2 separate regions of the Mus musculus genome follow, and region 2 is linked to region 1. The links are chromatin contacts, called in public Hi-C maps. All regions are on one chromosome and are shown on one strand. The core of a region is the stretch at or near the end of the contact, and the rest is flanking DNA. Distances in the headings are between cores, read along the strand shown.

Evidence for each region. A called contact is a pair of places that touch in the nucleus more often than the background predicts.
Region 2: a contact with region 1 is called in a Hi-C map of CD8 T cells, with 4 times the contacts expected there. A contact is called at or near these places in 2 of 484 Hi-C or Micro-C datasets (CD4 T cells and CD8 T cells).

Annotation. Positions count from the first base shown.
Region 1 is chr19:38,051,921-38,057,428 of GRCm38.p6, forward strand. It overlaps Cep55 (centrosomal protein 55), which reads left to right and starts at 3,121. Exons shown (of 10, transcript NM_001164362.2): 1 at 3,121-3,397; 2 at 5,490-5,508.
Region 2 is chr19:43,672,292-43,677,835 of GRCm38.p6, forward strand. Slc25a28 (solute carrier family 25, member 28) reads right to left here and starts at 2,590. Exons shown (of 4, transcript NM_145156.1): 1 at 2,185-2,590. The coding sequence starts at 2,475. It overlaps BC037704 (cDNA sequence BC037704), which reads left to right and starts at 2,887. Exons shown (of 1, transcript NR_045645.1): 1 at 2,887-4,879.

The DNA.
Region 1 (5,508 bases), core at 1,871-4,370:
ATATTATGGTTTTTAATATGTAAGAATACAAAGCATATTAGATCTCAACTTGAACACAAAGTCTTCATCAGAAGTGTTTGATCTATATTTAGATGTTGTAGTCTTTAGAACCCAAAGGATATGTGTATGCCTTTTAAATCACATTTATTCAGTGAGTGTGTATGTGTGTGTGTGTGTGCATGTGTGTGTTTTAAGGGACAACTTAAGGAGTCAGTACTCTTTTCTACTATGCAGATCCTGAGAGTCAAACTCAGTCAGTCAGACTTGGTGGCCTGAGCCTTTACTAACTGAACCCTCTCAAGAGCTCCTCTACCCAAGTTTTTCAAATATACTTACAGTTTTTCTACTAACAGAACTAGCTGTCTGTTCAAAAGCAAAATTAAGTACAACTTAGAGCTCAGTTTCTCACTCACAGCAGCCACAGTTCAAGCAGACATCAGTCAAATGTGGCCAGCGCTGCCATACTGGACAGAACAGAGGAAGTTTTCCGTCATGGCAGAATGTTCTATTAGCCATGCAGGTCTATTAGCAGGCAGGGTCCTGTGGACTCATGAAAGGCCCCTTGGAAGCTAGAACTCTTTAGATCACACCAGCCTCCTGGTTTCCAATTAGTAAGTCTAAAAACCATTGACACTGTTTCCTAAGGAGAAAATGAGCTCTCCTGCTAAGATAAAGACATTCCCGTTTTTCTCCTTACATGAATAAAGACGAGTCTTGAATCCTCACCCTAGAATATCCCTGAGTGAACTGTCAGTATCACCTGGACAATGAGATCTCCATGAGATGCTATCGAAACAGCTAGCAGCTTGAAGCTTCACGACTGTGCCTGTCTATAAAGAGCAAACACTGACGTCTAGATCCAACATTGGCTTTTACAAATAATCCAAGCCTCCCAGTGAACCTCCTGGCTATGCCTCTCCCTTACTAGTCCTTATTCATTGCAGCTTCCACAAGAACCAAGGTTCTGGAGGGCAGATGTAGAACTGCAGTGAACTTCCCTACCCTTCCTCTGTGCTCTACTATTTAAGGAACCCTCCCCTGCCCCTGGTGTGTGTGTGTGTGTGTGTGTGTGTGTGTGTGTGTGTGTGTGTGTGTGTGTGTGTGTTGGAGATCGTGCATGCATATAAGATCCTCCTACTTGATTCCAATTTTGCTTCTTATATAGTCTGGGCAGTGAATATTCACATCCTGACTTCATGTTGACAAACTTTCTCCCACCCCTAATCACTCCCATATGACACTTTAACACACAAATAAGAAGAAAGCCAAAACTGCTTCTTGGGAATAAAAACATGCATAATACCCCCATTTCTGCATATTCCATACTGCACTCTCCAGAATTAGCTGCCCACTGAAATTTACCTTTTGTCGAACACCTGCTCATTGAAGTTAGCTAAAAACATAGTCCCTCCCCTTCCTCCCTTGTCTCAGGTTATGAGAGGTCAATTTCCTGGAGTTGATGCTTGCCAGAAAAGCTGACCTCAGCAATAACCAGACATTTTAATTTTAATCAACACAAAAGTGTTGAACTGAACACCTCACGGCTCTACATAAAGAAGGTAAGATGTGCAGAACCAGGACACCAGAACAGGCTGCTCTTTGGAACACGGGGTCACCCAGGCTCCACCTGTTTGGGGCCCACATACCCCAAAAAACACCCACATGCCCTGAAAAACAGGGCAAAAGGGAAAGATGGACATTGAAACGCAAAAGCCTGCTTGCCGCCTTCTAGTGTGCCACCTTGTGGTTAATAAGACTATTCCTTTCTCCATCTGTTTCTCCGTTCATACTTCAGGCGGGAGGACTGTGTAAATAGAGAATTCCAGTATCTTGGATTGCCATCTTCCTGCTTTAAACAAATAAAACAAACTGAAATTCCTTACATGGTTTCTCATCCACTAGATTCAGTAACAAATGGATTTGTTGTCTTTTACTTAACAGTGCCTAACTACATTTGTTAAACTCTAGCCCTCGCAGCCACACTACCAGATGGTTATCTGCATCCTGGTATAGATCAGGAAACTGAGGCTCAAGGAAGTGAAATGTTCTCAAGGCCACACATCTATTAAGAGGCATTCAGGATTTTAACCCTTGTACTACATACATTACCTTCATAGGATGCTTTGCTACTGATTTTTTTCGCTGTAAACTTCTGGTATGCCTAGGCTAAGTCTAAGAACGACACGCCATAAGCAATTGTTTGCTTCAAGTTCTCAAGACGCTAATCAAGACCCTGATGTGACCGATAAAGACCAATAAAGACACATCTGCCTGTAGGGCAGCAATCTGGAATCGCTGCTGGGGCTCACAATCTCGGTTTTCAAACTGGGAGTTTATCAGCTCCCTACAGCTTCGTTCCCCATTGCTCCGCCCCTGAGTTTGACAGGGTAAATGAGTGGCCCGCCCGGAAGACTAGGAGGTTGTGCTCTACCTCACAAAGAGAAATTGGTTCCCAAAGAACATAGACCAGTCAGTCCCAGGCGAGGGTCACAGAGCTTGTCCTATGGATAACAGCAGGGTCCGAACACACAGAGAAAAGCAAGCAGGCCCAGATTGAACTGGTCCTCCGACTCTGTCCTTGGCTCCGCCTCCACCACGCCCACACTCCCGCACACCCACACCCACACCCACACCATCACACCCGCCTCATTTCACACCACGTTTCCACAGACACCCTCTATCTTCACAAGGTCCTTCTCTGACCCGGCCGGCACGGATTGTAGCTCCCGTCAGGCTCTATGTCTTGCTCGCCCTTACCTTCCCCACTCTGCCCCTACCCGTCTGCCCGGCTAGTTTCGATCCCCTCCCTCTGATTCCAGAGCCGGTCTTCGCCCCGCCTGCCGTCGGGTTCCAGACCTTGCCCCGCCCCTCCTCTGGCTCTAGACTCCGCCTTTGCCCCGCCCTCAGGCTCCTGGGCCCTCCCTCTCTCCTCCATCCTCAGATTCCAGCCTTCACTCAGATTGCAGGCCCCGCCCTCTCCCGCCTTTCCTCAGATTGCAGACCCCGCCCTCTCCCGCCCGTCCTCTGATTGCAGACCCCGCCCTTCGCCAAGCCGGCAGTGACGTGACCCGCCCTACAGCCGCGGGATTCAAACTCCCGGAAGCGGTGTCCTGGTTGATAAGTGGTCTGCGGCGGCGACGCGAGCGCTGTGTTTGTCTCAGGTAGTGAGTGGTCCCGGCCTCGGCCGGGGAGGGAGGGGAGGACAGCCGGGGCTCGTTAGCCCCTGGGCAGGACTAGACCTCCCGGGAGGAGCGCTGGTGAGCAGATCACGCCGCAGGACTCCGTCTCCCCTGGCTGGAATCGCTGGAACACATGCTGGCTCCCTGAGAGACCCCGCGCTGCGTTCCTGTCGACCGCCGGCCCGCAGGCCATCCTTTCGGCTCCTTTGAACTTGGCGGTATTATCACTTTCTTAACAGAGAGGTTACCGCGAGGCCAGTGACCTGAGCCAGGTCTCTCAGGTCTCCAGTGCGGTCAGCCTTTGCTTAGCAAGCGCTTCTCTTTGCAGTTTTTTATTTTCCTGCCTCTTTCCTGACCCCTCGTAGATTTGGGAGATTTACTGAACGGAAATGCTTCTTTAGACTCCTGACCAGAATGACTTAGGTCCCTTCAGTCGAGTCAGAGATTTCCAAGCAGCTGCCTTTAAGCTCTTGTATGCCCCCCCCCCCAAAAAAAAATCAAAACACAGTTCTTTTGAACAGTTGTTGATTGAAAAAGAAAATGTTGTGAGCAGATAGTACTGACTGCTAGCTTGTGTATGTATGGTGAGTTCTGTGTCCCATATTAAATTTAAGAGAGCACATCCTGAAGGAGATTCCACTAGGACTGGGTAGGGACGTTCCCGAGTAGAAGAACTTTAAAAAAAAAAAAAAAAGAACTTTATGATCGATTGGAATAGAAAATACTGGGAAAGGAAAGACTAGGTGAGAGCAGGATTGAGATGAGGAGGAGTGTGTGCTGGGTCAGCCTAGACAAGAGTCAAGAACACTAAGTTTTTAGGAATCCTCTCCAAAAGTTAGGATGCAAATGTCCTGAGGGTATTTTCAAACTGTTAAGTCCTCCTTCTGACGTCAGCAGAAGCCCAGGGAGAAACGTTTGTGGTAGCAGGTTCCTAAAACACGTTAACTGTGCATTTGCCTCGGCAGATTGTACTAGCAATTTTACTTGGTATTTGTCAAGATAGTGGGCAAAACCAGGTTGAATGCATTAATACAGATTTCGTTCAAGTTTGTTTATGCAGTTCTATTATTTTTAGGCTGATTTTATACAGGACAACCTCACACTCACCGCCCTAAGTAGATTTTCTTGTAGTGGTAGCTTTTATGACTATTAGTATTAATTACAGTTTAAGAATATGTGAATCTCCTTTTCTTTTGTTGTATTGCTGTTGCCTGCTACACTGTTCTGAAAGCTTCCTAGCATCCGAGACTCTATGTTGTTTCTTCTTCTTTCTGTTGCTTTAGCCAGCTTATATCCAGTCCCGATTAGGTTACCTGGTAAAAAGGCTTTGTAGTAATAGTCTGTGATTTGTTTAAACAGTTTTGTGCAGCTAGGCTGCCTTCAGTCTATGCAAATGAGGCTGGCCGTGAACTCCTGCCCATCCTGCCTCTACTTCCTGAGTGCTAGGATTATTAGCCTGTATCACCATAGCTTTGTAGTAACAGTTGAATGAAGGAAGGTCTTATCTTCCTTTCAATTCCATGATCACCTTGCCTTCATTTTTATCTCAGGACATATGAGAAAAATGGTTTTATTAAATCTCTTAATGGAGAGCTATTTTTTACATTATTTATATATACAGTGTATTTTACTACACATCTGCCTGCCTAGAGTTTGTATTCTACATTTGCTTCTAAACTCTCATCTAGTACTATTAGCAGATGTGAAACTTGGCCTAACTTCATTTGCCCATTCATTTCTTTCACCCCCCCCCAATCTCTGAGAATTACACCTCTTTTTCTATAAATGTCTTGTGTTGGATTTTCTCACTTCTTCCTGCCATACGCTCTAAAACGAATAAGATAGAGTTCTGTAGCCTCCCCCAGCCTTGAAGCAGGCTGATTCAGACTTTGCTGCCACTGAATATGAGGTCACCTGGGGTGTAGCCTTCGACTTAGATGGCTATATTATGTCAACTACAGATGCTCTTCTCTGAGACTCTGCTACCTGCTGAGAGAACCTTGAGACATCCCGGAGACACATCCTATCCTGCATGTCGCCTACTTGTCTTGGCTTCATCATTCTTTTCTCAAAGTCTAAGTCTCTTTCAGCCCCACCCTGCCTTCCAGAAATACCCGGTTCATGTAGGCCTCGGGCGACTTACATCAGAGTTCAACTACACATACCTTCTAAAGCAGAGAGCACACGTTGAGTTCATGACTATAAACTCAGAATTAGAGTTTTTATTCTTGAGTATGATATCACCTTGAAAGTGGAAGGCCTGGGGACCCTTCCACTGATTGTAAACCAAAACTTTCTGTTAATTTACAGGTGCCTGTAAACCTATAAC
Region 2 (5,544 bases), core at 1,340-3,839, 5.6 Mb after region 1:
CTTACTATTTTGTAACAATACAAGTATCAAATTGACTGGTAGTGGTAACATATCTTTCTTTCCTTTCCGTGTGGCTCAGGTTCATGTTTGTTTGGATTATGTGCAAACCTGGGAATGTGTGTGGGGCAGGACGTTGGGCATCTTCCTCAGTCACTTCCCACCTTGTTCATTTATTGAAACAGGGTCTTACTACACAGACCGGATTCTGGAACTTGATCTGCCTGTCTCTGCCTCCTGGGTGCTGGAATTAAAGGCACTCAGCGTTGAGACAGGTTCTCTTACCTGGACTCGTGGATTTGCCTACACTAGCTAGCTGGTGAGCTCCAAGGATCTGACTGCCTCTACTTCCCCAACACTGGGATTATATACAAGGACTACCATGCCTGGATTTTCACATGACCGGTAACAGACGATTACCGGAGCCGCCTTTCCAATCGCAATAGTAACATTTTTAAATTGGAGATTATCACACTGCATTCCACTAAATAATTCTATTGCTTCCTCTGATCTGTCTTCCACATGATACTTATCCTGAACACAGCACTCCAGACCCCTCTGCTGTAGTCGGAGATGAGGGAGGTAACTCTGAAGCTTAACTTTTGGATATATAGCTTTCATTAACTCAAGACATCCAACCTACAGTCTCTCTGATAAATGTTTGACTCACTGTTATTTCTATATGTTCGTTTTTACAGCTCATTAGTGATTTCTCTCATACAGGCTTTATTCTTTCTTTTAAGGTAAGTCACAGCACGTTATCTGGGAAACGCTGCTACCCAAGGAACACCTCCAGCCTTAACTCCAGGTCACGGTCTAGTTCTCTCCAGTGGCAAGGACATTTAAAATGCTCATGTTTACCTCAGTCAGGTGCACTTAGCCTGCTAGGAGCTAACCTGGAGTGTACTGAAAACCCTGGCCAACTCAATGCCATTCACAAAAGTTCAGGAACTCTCTCTCCATCACCCAAACTCATTCACAAAACCTCGGGAGCACTTTCCCTAGTTCCTTATCCACTTTACAAATGAAAATGCAAAACAGTACTGAATCCAGGGGCAAGCAGAAGAAAGTGATTTTTGCATGGCTGACGTGGATGCTATCCTAAACGGGAAAGCATCCATCAAAGAGCTGACAGGCCAGTGCCTACACAAGTGGTGTAAAGAAAGCATCGACGATTTCAAGAACCCCCTTGAAGTTACTGCCCTTTCAGTAGCTGGCATCTCGACTCAAGCACAAGTCTAAGAACAGCAAGGAAAAACAATGTTTCCATTTTCCCCCAGGCTTCTTCCCAGAGACCTGACCTGTATGTGTATTAACCGTCCTGCTTGGTTGTGGATGCAGTTGGCTTTACGTCCAGCCCTGAGCGTACCCTGATAATCTCATTCTGTTTCTCCACATCTGCTTTCTAATATCATCACACTTCCCTCCAGCTGTTTTCCTTTTTGTCAAATTCAGGGGCCCAACGAAAGAGACTATCAGTTTCACCTCTGTTGTGTAAGGGGCTGATGCACTTGCTCCCTCAACATAGAATCTTAGTCCCAGCTCAATTTTTACGTTCAGGAAATAGATGGGCTACCAATCTTGCCTCGCAGAGAAACCGAAACCGTTTTTCTTAACATGCCTTATTCCCACATCCATTCCAGTCTGGAACTCTCACTTTTGACTGCACAATGATTTTTTTTTCAACCACTCCCAGGTTAAGATTTAATACGTACTTTTATCTAGCTGAGAGATCCCAGATTCCGGTTCCTGCCCCGTCACTTTAAAGGAAAGACGCAGCAAGGAGCTTGTGAAAGCGCCGACCCGAAGCACATCTCAACCCAAGCTATCGGATAGAGTTCACCGTCTGATTTCATGCCAGCTGGTTTGTTATAGACTTACCTGTGCTTCGGGATCCCCCCCCCCCAATCCCATCCCATCCCTGCTTAGTCCCAATCGGGATCAAGTCTTTGGCTGACAAGATTTTTGCTTCGCCTCACTGACCGTTAGAAGTAAGTCCTGGTTCCTGACTGAGCTCATCTACCAGCCAGGACTTTGCTTGCACGGAGTATTGGCTCAAACCGTGTGTAGAGGTAGGAGCCAGGAAGAAACCTATCAGCTCTGGGTCTCAGTTGGGATTCTGGCTCTAAACAAGGTTCAGGGTCGGGTCAGCCCCAGGTCCGGTTCGCAGCCTGGTCCAGGTCTCACCTTGACGCAGTCGATCGGGTACATCACGCAATGCTCCAGGATCCCTGCCACGGCGCCCGCCACCATGTGCGTGGTGACAGTGGCTCCAGCCGGCAGCGCTTCGTATTCCGGGCCGGACTCCGGATCCAGCCGTACAGGGGGCTGATAGGCCCCCGCCTCCCCGCCGCCGGCCCCCCGGCCCACGCCCCGCTGCAGCCACCCGTCCAGCAGCGCCGACTCCCCGGGGCTCCGCCCGGGCCCAGCAGCTGGTCCTCCCGCCACGCCGCCTGCACTCCGCCCCTCCAACTCCATCCACTTCGGCCAGCCGCGGCGCCCACACGCGCCGCCGCTGCCGCCACCACTGCCGCCGCCCCCCGGCCCCGTTGCGTCCGCCTCAGGCGCGGCCCAGAGAGCCCGGGGCCTCCGGCTCCCGCTTGGCCCCGAGGACACGCCCCCCAGACAGCCATTGGTGTAGGCCCTAACGTGTCTCCGCCCCCTTTTTACGGAGCCAAAATGTATCTGTGTTATTCGTCAGATAGCTTGTCATTAGTCCCGTAGGTCCCACCCCTTCCCCTTTGATCTTGGAAGCGTCTTGTTTATTGGCTCTTGATTGGCGGACTTGCCCGATCGACCCGCCCCTAGCGTTTCGGAGGCGGGAGAAACGTAAAGCTGAACTTTGATAGGCTCAACCGCTCTAGCTACTTTGGCGGTGGCCATTGGCCCGAACCACTTCGTTCTTCCATTGGATGTGGAGAGAAGCGCCTGGAGGACAGGGACCGGCTCCCGGCTGTACCCCGGCGCGGCGTGCGTGGCGGTCGGGACTGCCGGGGAGAGGGGGCGGTGCCAGCCAGACCTTCAAGGTCAAACCGCTGTCGGTTGCCGTTAGGACGCGTGCTCTGGCGTGCACCGGGTGTCGAGTAGCACGGTGCGACTGTTCCCGCGGGATCTCAGGCGGGGGCGGAGTCAGCCCGGACCCTGCGTCCCCTGGCACGGCCCAACCCGCCGCTAGGGGAGATCGGCTGTGAGCCTCGGGTGGCTCTGGAGTGGTGTGCCATCAGCGCAGATCCGCTCGCCTTGGGCCTCCCACCCAAAGCCGCCTAGTGAACCCTCCAGTGGGTGGACCGATGAGCTCTCATTGGGTGGACTCTGCGTTGGGAAAGGAGAAGGCGAAATGGGATGGTTCGGAGGCGACGACAGGTGTCAGGGTCTTGGAGCACCATCCCAATCGCGGCAGAGCAACTGCTGATGCCTGGGAGTGGAGCTTGTTCCGAGACATACACTTGAACTTCGTATCCCGAGCTCGCTTGCTGATAAACTCCACCGGGTCTGATGGCTGTCCGCTCTCTCTCTCCGGGACCGCTGAGCTGCTGCTTCTTGAGAACCGCTCCCCGGTTGTAAAACGATGCTAGGGACGTCTGGTCCTCAGGGCCACTACCTTGAGCAGAAGCGGGCACTGAAGCGACTCTCGAGCCTCAGCCTCTACTGAGGAGCGAGGGCCCCTTTCCGCTCGCTGGTTCTGCAGGCTACCTCAGGCTCCCTTCTCAGCAGCGTGTTTGCACACGCTTCCCCAGTTTCTAGCTCTGCCTTTACAACCTATTTTAATGAGATGATGACGCAATTGCAAACTTTTCCATCTTTTCGTAGCGCTTCCTTAGAACGGTTGGAGGCTTTTCCATTTCCTCTCTAAAGCTTAGCCCTTCGGCGGACGGGTCTTTCAACTAATCTTTGGCAGTAGTTACTAACGTTTGTGTCGTGATCTCTTGGAAAATAAAGCTCTTAAGTTCCCAACCCCATCCCCAGTCACACACAAAACTGCTTTTTATTTCGGGTTTCAGCGTGAAGGAGATTCCGTTAACCTCGGGTTAAGAATTCTTCCCCACATCATATACAGACTTCTTGCTACCCTGCACTTTTCTCTGAGAGATGAATAGATCTCAAAAAAGCCTCCACCCCCCAGTCCTGTTAAAATATCAATTTTCTTCCCTGACAAATTAATGACAATGCCTGCTATATCCCGTCTCTTCTTATCATATTTACTTTTTTATGGTCCTAAAATGATCATCTCAGTTCAATGACTTCTCATGGTGAGAAATAATACTCTACATTGTCCTACAGTGACCCACACCTTAGAACTTTCTCCCCCAGGAAAGACTCCAGATACCAGCCTTTAGATTTCTAAGTCTCTTTCACCTTGCTAGCTACTGAAGTGGAGCATCCCTGGAGGCGGAAATGTTTATTAACAGTCTTTAATACAGTGCAGAAGTTTGCCATTCCAAACTCATTTTCCTCCCAGGGGCCTTCTTTCTGTTTTGCCTAGCCTACTTGCTTGTTTTTGTGGCATTGGAGAGCTAGGGAATGTCCAGCCACTCACTGCAGTGTGGCAGGGTGGTTCTGTCTACCTAGAGACGGATGGCACAGAGAGTGGCAAGCAAGGGTCAGTGATGAAAGATAGGGAGAAGAGCCTTGTAGAAGGAGAAACGGGTTACAACCACCCTAACTACCCTCGGGGGAGACACGTTTATTACTCGGGGTTAATGTATTTGCTTCCACAGCTGACTTTTATATGGGCACTTCCCTAGAATGCATTTCTTCTCTTTCCCTTTTAAAATTCAAAAGGTTTGTTCTTGAGGGTCCTCCCGTGCTCCCCAGCTGACATTGTACCCTGCATGAAATGGGTAGAGAATAAAATGAGGCTGACTTCTGAAGCCAAACATGACAATAAGTCTGATGTCTTTACTGTCACAGAGATGACCATGAGAACTTGTGATCTCATAGGGTGGTCAACAAAAGGAGAGGGGACTTTTTTTAAGTCTGGAAACTATAGAGGAAGCCTTCTGAAGGATATGTGGGAAAGAGTTCCAAGAGAAGCTGACTCCTGTTCTCTGTGTGGAATCTGTCCTGGGCCTTCATGGAGGAGCTGGAGAGATGGCTCAGTGCTTAAGAACACTTGTTGCAGCCAAGTGGTGGTGAGGTTCACCTTTAGTCACAGCACTCCAGAGACAGAGGCAGGAGGATCTCAGAGTTCAAGGCCAGCCCAGTTTATAGAGTGAATCCCAGGACAGCCAGGGCTACCTCAGAAACATTGTCTCAAAAAACTAAAAACTAAACAAACACAAAACTTGTCACAGAGGACTGGGTTTGCTCACTAGCACCCATTCGGTGGTTCTCACTTTCCATAAACCCAGTTCCAGAGGATCCAACATCCTTTTCTGATCCCTGCACCACAAGCGTGCAGGTGGTGCACATACACTTAAAATGAGTAAGTCTAAAGAAAAACGAAAATCTTTCTCCTGGAAAAGCCATTGAAGCGAGGCAGTTCTTTCCGTGTTTCTCAAACACTCCTACCTTTACGAAAGAAAGGGTGACCTCACCCACTCTTCA